3 separate regions of the Mus musculus genome follow, and regions 1 and 3 are each linked to region 2. Evidence: chromatin contacts called from public Hi-C data. All regions are on one chromosome and are shown on one strand. The core of a region is the stretch at or near the end of the contact, and the rest is flanking DNA. Distances in the headings are between cores, read along the strand shown. Region 1 has its middle 63 kb from the start of Gm46911. Region 2 overlaps Gm43699 (a long non-coding RNA gene). Region 3 has its middle 69 kb from the start of Gm43700.

Evidence for each region. A called contact is a pair of places that touch in the nucleus more often than the background predicts.
Region 1: a contact with region 2 is called in a Hi-C map of the N1E-115 cell line, with 5 times the contacts expected there. The contact joins two enhancer-like sites. A contact is called at or near these places in 1 of 15 datasets of contacts at CTCF or cohesin (pro-B cells), 4 of 484 Hi-C or Micro-C datasets (the N1E-115 cell line, hematopoietic stem and progenitor cells and liver) and 1 of 115 datasets of contacts at active chromatin or transcription factors (embryonic stem cells).
Region 3: a contact with region 2 is called in a Hi-C map of the N1E-115 cell line, with 7 times the contacts expected there. The contact joins two enhancer-like sites. A contact is called at or near these places in 8 of 484 Hi-C or Micro-C datasets (the N1E-115 cell line, adipose-derived mesenchymal stem cells, cardiomyocytes and 5 more), 3 of 115 datasets of contacts at active chromatin or transcription factors (acute myeloid leukemia and embryonic stem cells) and 1 of 9 other capture datasets (embryonic stem cells).

Annotation. Positions count from the first base shown.
Region 1 is chr5:43,146,478-43,150,229 of GRCm38.p6, reverse strand. No RefSeq gene overlaps it. Among named protein-coding and RNA genes, the nearest start is that of Gm46911, 63 kb to the left of the region's middle. Within about 2 kb of position 1,464, at least 19 of the 459 cell types and tissues checked have an H3K27ac peak or open chromatin away from gene starts, as enhancers often do. A contact at or near this core is called in the N1E-115 cell line, where this site is marked.
Region 2 is chr5:43,357,863-43,361,419 of GRCm38.p6, reverse strand. The region is part of intron 1 of Gm43699 (a long non-coding RNA gene); the gene reads right to left. Among named protein-coding and RNA genes, the nearest start is that of Gm43699, 5.3 kb to the right of the region's middle. Within about 2 kb of position 2,284, at least 34 of the 459 cell types and tissues checked have an H3K27ac peak or open chromatin away from gene starts, as enhancers often do. A contact at or near this core is called in the N1E-115 cell line and neural progenitor cells, where this site is marked.
Region 3 is chr5:43,106,020-43,109,693 of GRCm38.p6, reverse strand. No RefSeq gene overlaps it. Among named protein-coding and RNA genes, the nearest start is that of Gm43700, 69 kb to the right of the region's middle. Within about 2 kb of position 1,748, at least 10 of the 459 cell types and tissues checked have an H3K27ac peak or open chromatin away from gene starts, as enhancers often do. A contact at or near this core is called in the N1E-115 cell line and neural progenitor cells, where this site is marked.

The sequences.
Region 1 (3,752 bases), core at 215-2,714, 210 kb after region 2:
CCTGTTTGCCAGGAACTGTTCTCAGAGCTTGCCAGTGGTGAAATAAATACGGGTGATTAAAAAATAATAAAGCCTACGTCACCACCAAAATAATAATAAATAATAAAGTAGCAAATGTGATGTGTGAAGCAGAATTCACAGGGAATACTGAATTTGTCCAGTGTTCAAAGAAGGAGTAGAGAAATAGGATCTTTGAAAAGAGAATACTCCATGAACAGGGCCACTGGGGGGGAGGGGTCCCATAGCAGACATACACCTGGTAAATGTAAGTAGATGGCCCAAGCTGGAACAGTAAGCGCATGTAGCAGGCCAGTTCCCAGAGTCCCAGAGAGGACACTGCAAGACCCCTGTGATGAATCTGGCTTCCCCCTGAGTGATTCCAGAACACAGCAGTAGTATTTGGAGCAGATGGATTCCGTGAGCTGACTCACGCTGCCATTGGTTCTCTGGCTGCTTAGAGAAGACAAAGCTGAAGGCTGAAGTGGGAGGGAGGAGGGGGGGAGAGGGGGGCATGTTTAAAGGTCAAAACCAGGCAGATCGGGTGAGAGTCAGCAGCAGTATTCCAGGAAGAGGCTGGCTGCCTAGACCCTGGAGTGGTAGCAGGAGAGCTGGCTATTCTGTGAGGTCTCATCTGCATCTACCTGTCACTGATGATCATACCTACTTTGAGGGTTATAGAATCTCTGATATTTGGTTTCTCATGTGCAATGGCCTTTTCTTTCTCCCCTCTGCCCAGCTGGTTCATAATCTAATGCTCTCTCCAGATGCTTTGCATATCCACTCCATGTTTCTCTGCAAACTTCCTACCTCCTGCTCCTTCTATGGTCTTCTTTGTGTTCAAACCTTAGTGATCCTGCAGCTCTCTCTTGCCTGCCTTTCCAGGCTAGTGTTGTGATAGTCCTAGATACATCTTTCTCCTAATATATTTTAGGGTATATGACCAAGGGTCCAAGTGTACTAGCTACTGTATGAGTTTGGAATGGAATGAGTCTCCCTCCTATCCACTGCAAAGACAAAAGGGTGATAAAATGACACCCAGTGTCCTTGTCTACTAACAGATCAGAACTCATGATTGTGTCAAGGCTTTGCCATGTTGTTCAGCAAAACTTCACAGAAGAATTTGTGTTACAACCAGAGAAGGCGACAGAGAACAAGATGGTAAGGAAGTATGCCCCAGGATATTGTGGAATCCTTGTGCAGGTACTAGCATTTCTGTTTCACAGATGAAGAAAACGACTATCAACAGACTGCCCTGCCTGTCTCCTACCTAAGCTCCCAAGGTGAAGAATGTTTGACCTCTGGAGAAGACAACAGATTCTTTGTTTTAAAACAACAAATATAAAACAATAAAAAGAAACCTGTTTCGTTTCGTTTTGTTTTGCTTTTTTTCAGGCCTAGACACGAGTGTGTCAATGAGTCAAACAGCAATGTCTCCAGAGGATTGGTCGGTGCCAGGCTGTAAGATGGATGCATCCCAGATGGGCTTTCCCACAGCCGATGCTGGGAGCTTCCCCTTGGCCCACATAGCGAAGGGGTGTGGGAAAGCTTTCCCAGACATGCGAGTACAGCTAAGCACGTGACTTGGGGCTGGGAAGAGATTTACAGCAAGCAACCTGGCAATGGAATGGCCCAGTCCAGCCAGGAATGGCATGCTAGAACAAAATCCCGCATCCTGGGATGAAGCAGCCAGTTTGCTTTGAATGTGTTTAGAGAGTCTTTGTGCTCCTAAGGAAGTGCAGGATGCGTGAGCTGCTGGCTTAGAACTGGGTGCAAGACTGCACTAAACAGGTGCCATATCCCTACCTGCAAGAGTAAAGTAGAAGACTTTACTGGCTGCCTTGCACCCCATTAACACTTTATACACTTCCCATGATCCTACCTTGACAGAATGTATGGTCCCTTGCCAGAATATGGTAAGGGGCCAGAGAAATTGGCTATTTAAAGCTAAGTTCCCCTTTGTATTTATCTACCATAAGAACTTTCTACAAGATCAAATAAGGGAGCCCACATTGACTAATTTATGTACAACTTTGATGAGACTGTAGAGGTGAATTATTTGGGCAAATAGCCATTTAGATATTTCAGTAAACATATAATTGCAAAAATAGAAATAGTATATGCACACACACACACACACACATATATATACACATCTACACATAAATACACACATATGTATATATGCATTATATACATCATATACACATATGCATATACAATGGTCAGCTTATTTGAAATGTAGCAGATGTAATGGACTATGTAATGTTATGGGAGAGTCTTGGCTAATCAGCTGAAGCTCTCAGCAGCAATGAATAAGGTTTTATGTAAGGGGATTCTGCTTTCAGAAAGTGACATAGAAATCCTGCCCGAGTTTCCATCCCTCAGACTGCAGCTACAGTATCAGCTCTTACTTGAATCTCCAGCCTGCCCCTGGCCATAGATTTTGAACTAAACAGCTTCCACACAGATATGAGCCAGTTGCTTAAAATCCATTACGTCCCCCCGCCTCTCCTCTGTGTGTGTGTGTGTATGTATGTATGTATGTATAGATGTGTAAACATATATACATGGATGTTCCCACTTGAACCACTGAGATAGTCTAGAGACTGTGAAAGCTTTCTCTCAGGACTCCTCATATGCACAAATCACCCATGCTGGAATTATACTTGGAGGCAGTGTAAAGCACTGAGTCAGGAAGAAAGATGAGGTTAGAGAATGAGGCCAAACTCTGCACTGACAAGCTGCACCTCTGGAACTGTGGCCCCAGAGGACAATTCAGTCTCATCTCTGTGGCTGGTTCTTCCATGTAGACTCCCAGCTGAGGTGATGGACTGCCTGAGGTGCTGTGTTGTTTTTTGAAATACAGTATCTATGAATTATCCTGTAGAGACAACTAACCCACTATCCAACAGCTCACCCAGCCAGCCAGCCACCTACTCATCTCTCCTCTAATAAACATCTAGGACCCACATCTACCAGCTCCTGTCCTGAGTGATGCCAGGGGAAGGCACTCGGATGCACACACTTGAGGTCTGTGGTCAGGGTAGAATCCTAGCTACAAGAACTGTAAGGGGAAATCCCAAGCCTTTCTTTGGACAGCTTCAGCTTATAATTGTACCTCTTCAGTCTGACCTTTTCCCTGGGGCATATGGTCTGCACTTTTGTGGCTGGCCATGGTTTCCATCCTTAGCTATATGCCGTCTTACTCCATCCTGGATTTCAGGGCCTTGGAATTTAGCACCCTTTGATGATTTATTTTCCTCCTCCCTGTTCATCCCAGAATCCTATCTGTCAGAGAAGACAGACACTTATTCATCTCCCCCGACCCCAGGCTTAGACAATCTAATCATGACTTTATTTCTCCAAGGATTCCTTCTTCAGGAATCCTCAACTTCAGTCATCACGAGGTCTGTCTATATCCCGGAAGCTCGCACAGAGTTTTGAGATACAAACATCTTGACAGATACACCTGTAATCCTCAATCCTTACTGTTACCACTATTCCTCACCATGTTCTAGGACCTAGCCACATGCCACCTTGTCTACCAAAACCTGAAGGTTGTAGCACAAACCAAACTTTTTATTTTTGTATTTTCTTTTTTAATATGATTGCCCATCTCCCCTTTGTTAAAGAGATTGAGATTAACATTAACATGCAAATGGAAAACAAAATAGTTTAATAGGTGTCATCAACTTGGTCAGCTGCCAGTCTGCACCAGGGACTAGGTCAGGATTAGGACATACTTCCTGGTA
Region 2 (3,557 bases), core at 1,035-3,534:
ACTGCTTTCACACACACACACACACACACACACACACACACACACACACACACACTGCTCAGTTTCCATGGTATGTGGGAAAACTCTTCTGGAATTGATGAAGGAGAGAGATGGGACTTTTTGTTCAGCTCTCCATTCTGATCCACCTCCTCTTAAATGACCTTGCAAGGTCTAGACTCATCATACTGCAGCAGCTAGAGGTTAGACAGCCCCTTGTGAGCCCCTGAGAATAAGAAATCCACCAATTTGCTTCTCAGAATTCTGTTTACTTTTTACCTCCAAGAAAAGAACACATTAGACCATCATTCTCTTATCGCCATTTCTCTGATCTCCATCCTCACTAACACAACAAGGCCTGCAGAATTCTTGGCCCAAATTGCAACTCCCATTGAATCTTGACTCTTTGGACCTCCCGTTTGGATAACAATTAATTGCCCCAAGATCAACAGCTTAGGCCAATGGATGCTGGCATTCCAGCCAAGTTTGAGCTGAGTCACTCATTTGTGTGTGGGGGGGGGGGGGGCGGGGGGGGGGTCATGGAGAGGAGGCTGTCCAACACCAGCTGATAAATCATCTTCATTGACCATTCAGTTCCATGGCATCTCTTCCAATCACCTAACCTACGAGGGAGAGCTTACTTCTTTCTTTATGAAGAAGGCAGCTGCAGATGCATGGGCTGCCTACACAGATACACATGTGCTGACAAGAGGACATGAAGCTTCTGGATTCCCATCCAATTTGTGTCTCTTATTCCTCCTTTGAGAAACGGAAGCATCTAGAGAGCAATAAAGTTCTTAGGATGAAAATCCAAAGAAAAGACAAACCTTGAACAGTACATTTAAAAGAAAAAGAAAAATGAAGAAACCACCCTTGAAGATCATCAGATAGGTACCGCTATTGCATAAGTCTGCCAGAAGATGGGGCCACGTGTACTTGTCTAAAGTCCTTTGCAAACTCCAGAGGTTGGCAGGGAAAAAGGACATATTTATACCACAGGATGCATTTAGGGTAGATTTGTGTTTGTTTGTTTGGTTGGTTAGTTGGTTGGTTTGTTTTGATTTTTTTACAGTCTCTCATCCTTTCCTTCCTTTCTTCCTCCCCATCTCCTTTCTTTTCTTTCTTCCAATCATTGTACATTCTTGGGAAACGATCAGAGAACCCCCACTTTTCTTGTATTTTTAAGTATATGTATGTAATAACAACCTCTCTAGTTTGACTTTGAAAATGAATAAAGCAAAAGCCATGCACGGCCCTTCCACTAGGCTGTCATTTCTTTCAGGTTTTTAACCCATAAAAAAATAGAAGTTGAATGACATCTACCATACACATTTGGTAGAGCCTTATTTTAAGCCATGGAGAGCCTCAGAATAAAGGTAAAACACCAGCCAACAAAGAGGTATTATCTATCTGCAGGGACTGGCCTGAGAGATTTCATTATCACACCACTCCCACATCAGGGAGGTAAAACAACAAAAGGCAGGAAGCAGGGGCCATTTGTGAATGGGCAGAGGAGGCGTTGAAAGGATGAGCTAGAAGCAGGGGGAATAAGAAGGAACAGGAAAATGGTATGTCTTATTTTCTCCAGCTTTGTAATTTACTGTATTCAACTTTTGAAACACGCTATTAAGTATCTGTTTTCTTCCTTTATTAAAGGACTAATTTCCCCCTCTTACTCAACTTCTCTGCTTTAGTCTAAAGAAAAAATTGATTGCAATAAAATACAACGATCATTTCCATGACAATATCAAGAGTTTCGAAATCAAGCTCACAACTTCTGAGCGCAATTATGTCACAGCTCCTGGAAAATTGGCCTCACAGAACAGATTGTGCTAAATCCTAAGCTTGTTCCTAATCAGGGCCCAGCATACAGAGCGCCTTTGTCAGCCGAGGGGTGATTGTGATGAGCCCTGTTGAGGCTTGGACCATCTTCTCTCAGACATCTTGGCAGTCCTGAATACCAGGAATTTACAGATTTTTGTAGCACAATTTAGTATCTGGTTTAGGTTCAAAAGCAAATGGTTTGACCATGACTAATCTTGCTTATTTTAGAACCATTGTCTGGAGAGATTCTGAGATACCTTCTCTTGTGGAAATTGTCACCTAGTTCACATACATGCACACACCAGACACATACGTACGCATACACACACACACACACACTTTAAAATACTCTGGTATTTTTCAGTACCCATGAAGTTAGAATTTGTGCAGTTGTGTATAGGACATCTCCTGGCTAGAGACACTTGTCTTGTGTCTTAGGATGTGGGCTGCCTGAAAGAAGGCTTTTTTGGGCTCAATTCAATGCCAAGTTCTGAGTCATGCTATGGTCTGTTGGTTAGAGAAGTAGGGTTGCCAAGGATGCTAAAGCCCAGGATGGTTAGCTTTAGTAAGGTTTCCATAAAGCCCACCTTTCAGCCAGCTAACTGACAGCATAGCCACAGTGATAAGAGCAGCTACTCAATCAGGGGTGTCTCAGATGATATCCTTGTTCAAGATTACAGATGAGGTGAAAGTCAGCTAGTTTGCTGTGCCACCTTCACCAAACAGTTATGAAAAAGACCACAATCACTTTCATTGTCTTCTTTCTATCAAAGGGTACAGAAATGGAAATTGTTCCAGATACTAACCATTGTCCTTTGAGAATGCAGGGCACAGTGTTGTCTGGGTTATAAATAAACTCATCCCACATTTAGGTTTCATTCAGGACATCCCAATTGTGTGTCATTAGTACCTGTAGCTAGCACAGTGCCAAGCACAAGGCAAAAACACTTAATACGAGTGAATCATTATTACCCTTCATCGCTTGCAACAGATTAAAATGTGGAAAAGCTCCAGGACACAATGGAATCAATCAGCTCCAGTAATTTTCATGTGTTTTAAAGTCATGAATAACAATGTACAGAAACAAAAGTGTGACCAGAAGCCCAAACTTGTAGAATAGACTCAAGAGAGATGTTTCTGAATAAGATAACAGGACCTAGAAGGTAAAGCATCTTTGCCTTCGAGGTCTTTGCCCCCTTTCCTTTGCCCTGGAATGCTGCTGAGAAAGTTTCTAGAAACTTAAGAATTCCAACCTTGATGTTCTGATAGTCAGTCACTTTAAACCTAGCCTAGACCTTGAATCAACAGGTTCCGAGAAAGAAAAAGATTCATACAGGAAGGAAGAAGAGGCCGTCATCTGTTCTATTTTGTGGTAACGACACTGAGGTGTACATGATCATGATGCCTGTTTGGAGGCAGTGTAAGCCCCTCAGAATGTACTAAGCTGGTGGCAGAGACAGATATCTTCATAGGAATAATGACTAAGGCGTTCTTGGCATAGCCCCAGATTGTGGTCTAGACAGTCTTACAGGGCTCAGAAAGTGCTAATAATCTGGACAGGTCTGTGGGGCAGGCTCCAGGGAGCGAGCTTATTATCCTCTTGAAGAAAGGGTAGGCCATCCCTGAGCTTGAGGGAGATGTGGGAAATAATGACCATTCACTCAGAGGGATCTCTGAGGGAAAAGGTGTAGAACAAAGAATCTGTAGAAAGATAAGAAAACTGACTTCTCTACCAA
Region 3 (3,674 bases), core at 499-2,998, 250 kb after region 2:
CACACAGGAGTGATGATATTTTTCAAAGATTTATTCATGCATACATGTGTGTGTGTGTATCTATGTGAGTATGTATATCCACATGAAGGTATGTATGTCTGTGTGTACATGAATGCCAAAAGAAGGTGCCAAATCCCTCAGAACTGAATTAGCAGGTATTTTCTGGTCCTCATGACTGTACAGCAAAGTGCTCTTACCCAATGAGCCATCTTTCAGTCCCAGGAGCTCTGTCCCTAATCTACCCTGCCTGCATCTCCTGAGTGAGAGCTCAAGGAACAATCCATATGATGCCCTACACACAGTGTATGCTCACCAAGTGCAATTCTCTTCTATTTCCCTTGGGACGGGGCTCTGCTATTTGTGCATGGATATGTGATGCAGAAGACAGATGCTTGGATGGCTAGCTGAGATTCCCTGGTGATGAGCACTCTGGTATTCGAAAAACATTTAGAACTAGTGGTTCTCAACCTTCCTAATGCTGCAGCCCTTTAATACAGTTTCTCATGTTATGATGATCCCCAACCATAAGATTATTTGGTTGCTACTTCACAACTATAATGTTGCTACTGCCTTGAATCATAATATAAATACATGATATGCAGAATATCTCATATTCCATCCCCAAAGGGCCCACTGGTTGAGAACCACTGACATAAAGGCACCTAGAATTGAACAGTTAAGATGCCACTGTGTAAGCAGAGGCTCAATAAGTCCCTCTGTAATGTCTCCTGCCATCATTGTAAGAAGTAATTGAAGTAATGAGAATTTCATTATTCCTGTTTATGTTCCAGTGAGATGCTCAGTGCTCAGACTGTGGTCCCTGGACAAGTAATATCAACCTTAAACAAAGGAATATTAGGACCTCTGTTTCTCAGCCCCTCCTCCAGACACCCCAAGTCAGAACCTCAAGTTCACATCAAGTCTGACTGTCAGCAACTGTAAGCAACTTTTAGTTCTGTAAGTACTCCCCCCCCCCCCGTAGAGTTCCTTGGAAAACTGAAATATGCCTGACTTCTCTGTTTTGCACGTAGGATATACTTGACAAGTGCTAAATGGATGATAGTATGAAGACCTTAACCTGTATGGTCTTAAATCCCACCCACCACTTGGAGCTCTTCCACCCATCCCTTTCTGCTGTGATAGCGGGTATGTGTGCATGTTCGTGTGTGTGTGTGTGTGTGTGTGTGTGTGTGTGTGTGTGTGTGTTCAGTGGTGACTGCAGCTGCTGCACACTCAGCTGATGCCAGCCACAGATGCAAGCATTTAGCATGTGATTAAGGGCAGGGTAATCCACTTAATGTGGGTTGTGGGAGATATTTGGCAAAAACCAAGGTATTCAAGGGTTGGATTTTAGCTTCCAAAGATAATGTCTTTGCCAATTATTTAAAGCCCTCTCAGTAACTTGGATCACACCCAGATAGAAATAAGCTTCTTTAAGACAGACTTCTGTAAACAGGATGCCTGTTCACTTTCTTTTTCCAGTAGAGTCTTGATTCCGATGCGCTATGATGTCATATGGCATGAGGGTACTGTGATCCAGTGTCTTAGTGCACTCAAGCCAACTGAGCTTAATACCTGTAAAGGAGCAAGACCTTCTTTTGTTGTGTTTAGTAGCGTTTACTACTGGCTAACTTAATTAAAAAATTAATCTATTCAATCATTCAGCAAAATACTGCAGTGCCCGGCTTGAGGTTACCATAGTGAATATGAGAGCAGTCGCTGTTTCTACTCAGTAATTGCCAGGTGGTGAGGCTGGAATGAGAATGAAGCAATTACAGAGAGAGCCAAGGAGATGCAGACAGAGGTGGGAGAGGAAGGCAGGCAACCCTAGGCAAGAAAGGGCAGAGGCACACTAAGCTACATCCACCGGAAGTGACCTGTAGGCCAATACTTGAAGGGTGAGTAGGAGGTAAACAGTCAGGCTAGGAGGGAGGAAGTGAAACAAGGATAAAGAATAAAATAAAGCTTGAAAACAGGAGTGTGAGCTATGGCAGAGAGGGTGGTGAAGCAGTTAAGGATTAGGACAGTTGGGGAGATGTGTGTGGGTTATCTGCGGATATGTGTGTACGTTTGGGGGCAGGGGTGATAAGAGTCAAACTTGAGGAAATAAGGCAACATTGGACTTGACTAGGTATTGTGAAAGCTTCCAAGTGTTTACATCTCCCCTCCCCACCAAGTCCAGGAAATCTGGAGAGCTCAGGTGTTAACGGGGTCTTCCATAGTTCTCACAATCTGGACTGGATTAGCAGGCCCCCTCATCAGCCCATTCATTCATAAGACAAAATTGGATTGGTTCTCTGTGCTTCCCGGGGCCCTCGACCTGCTGTTCTGAGCTGAATGCCTCTTTCTTGCTTTGACTGCAACAATGCAAACTGTGAGAGCACCCTCAGTGCAGCCTTTAGAACTCTGTCAAAGACCAGTAGAGTTGATCATCAATCCCTGCTGATTCCACATCTGTGCATTCAGACGAACTCTAGTCAATACTCAGGAAAAATGGCAGCTTGCTGCAATGTACAGCCATTCTTCTTGTAATTAGTTTCTATACCATTGCTTGGACTCTGCGAGTGACTGTGCATCACATCCCTGTGGCTTTCTCCTTGGCTCCCTTGAAACAAGTGGGGCCATCTGCTGATCCCCAGGTGCAAATAGCTTCTGCTGGACTCCCTATGTTCAACCCTTCTTTGTGTGGCCCCTCTCCTATCTGTTGCTGTGCTGGCCACATACACACATCTGTCTCCATTACCAAATGTATGGCTCTGTACTGCCACTAGTAAAGGTGTTCAACAGGTCACATGTTGTGGTGGGTGACACAGGGTTAGGGGTTGGCAGTACTGTCCTGAATGTGTCCCTTTCCTGTGCTTCCTGCATGACTGGGGTGAGTCATTTAAGTTATAACTTTAGTTTTCCCAGCTGTGGAATGAGGACAGCAGCGCACCTATGCTGTCTCCACAAACATGACACAGAGATCATCGTGGCTGCTGAGATACTGATCTGTGAAGTTACATGAAATGGTGGGCTTTAGCAAGCACTGTGTACCAGGATAAGGTGATCTCAGGCACTGTGAACAAGGAGAGGGTCCTTACTGGCATCTCTACCCGTTTCTGGTAGAGTTAGAGGGAGAGGTCAGGACTCACGCCTCTCAGGTTCTAGACCTAATCGGCACCTTCCTGTCTGCAGCTTGCAAATAAGGTTTCATTTCATGATGGCTTCTGCATGGAGTCACTTAATGGTCGGCTCAATTAGAGACCATTTGGCCAAATGTAAATGTCATTTGAATCTATAATTGTGGGGACAGAATAATTTCTAGTAGTTTTTGATGACACACTCTACTTTGAAACATTTTTGGAGGGGGGGTCTGGTAGACCTATGTGAGGCAAACACACCCAATTTGTTCCCTCTTGTATGTAATTATCGGTTGGAGCTTCTTGCTGGCCTTTTTCGAAATGTTAATAGAATGACATTAAATTCCGGTTCATTTCAGAGCTGCTGTATTCTGCAAAAAAAGCTTCCCCAAGAAACTTTTAAAACAGATCCATAGTTAGAGTTTAAAAAAAAAAAGGAGGAAATAATTTCTTACTGTCATGTAGTGGCCCACACTGCTCTGATCTTACAGAGAGCTTAATGACTGGGAGAGGAGGGTTTAGAAACTCGCACAATGTTAGGTGCCTTAGCTT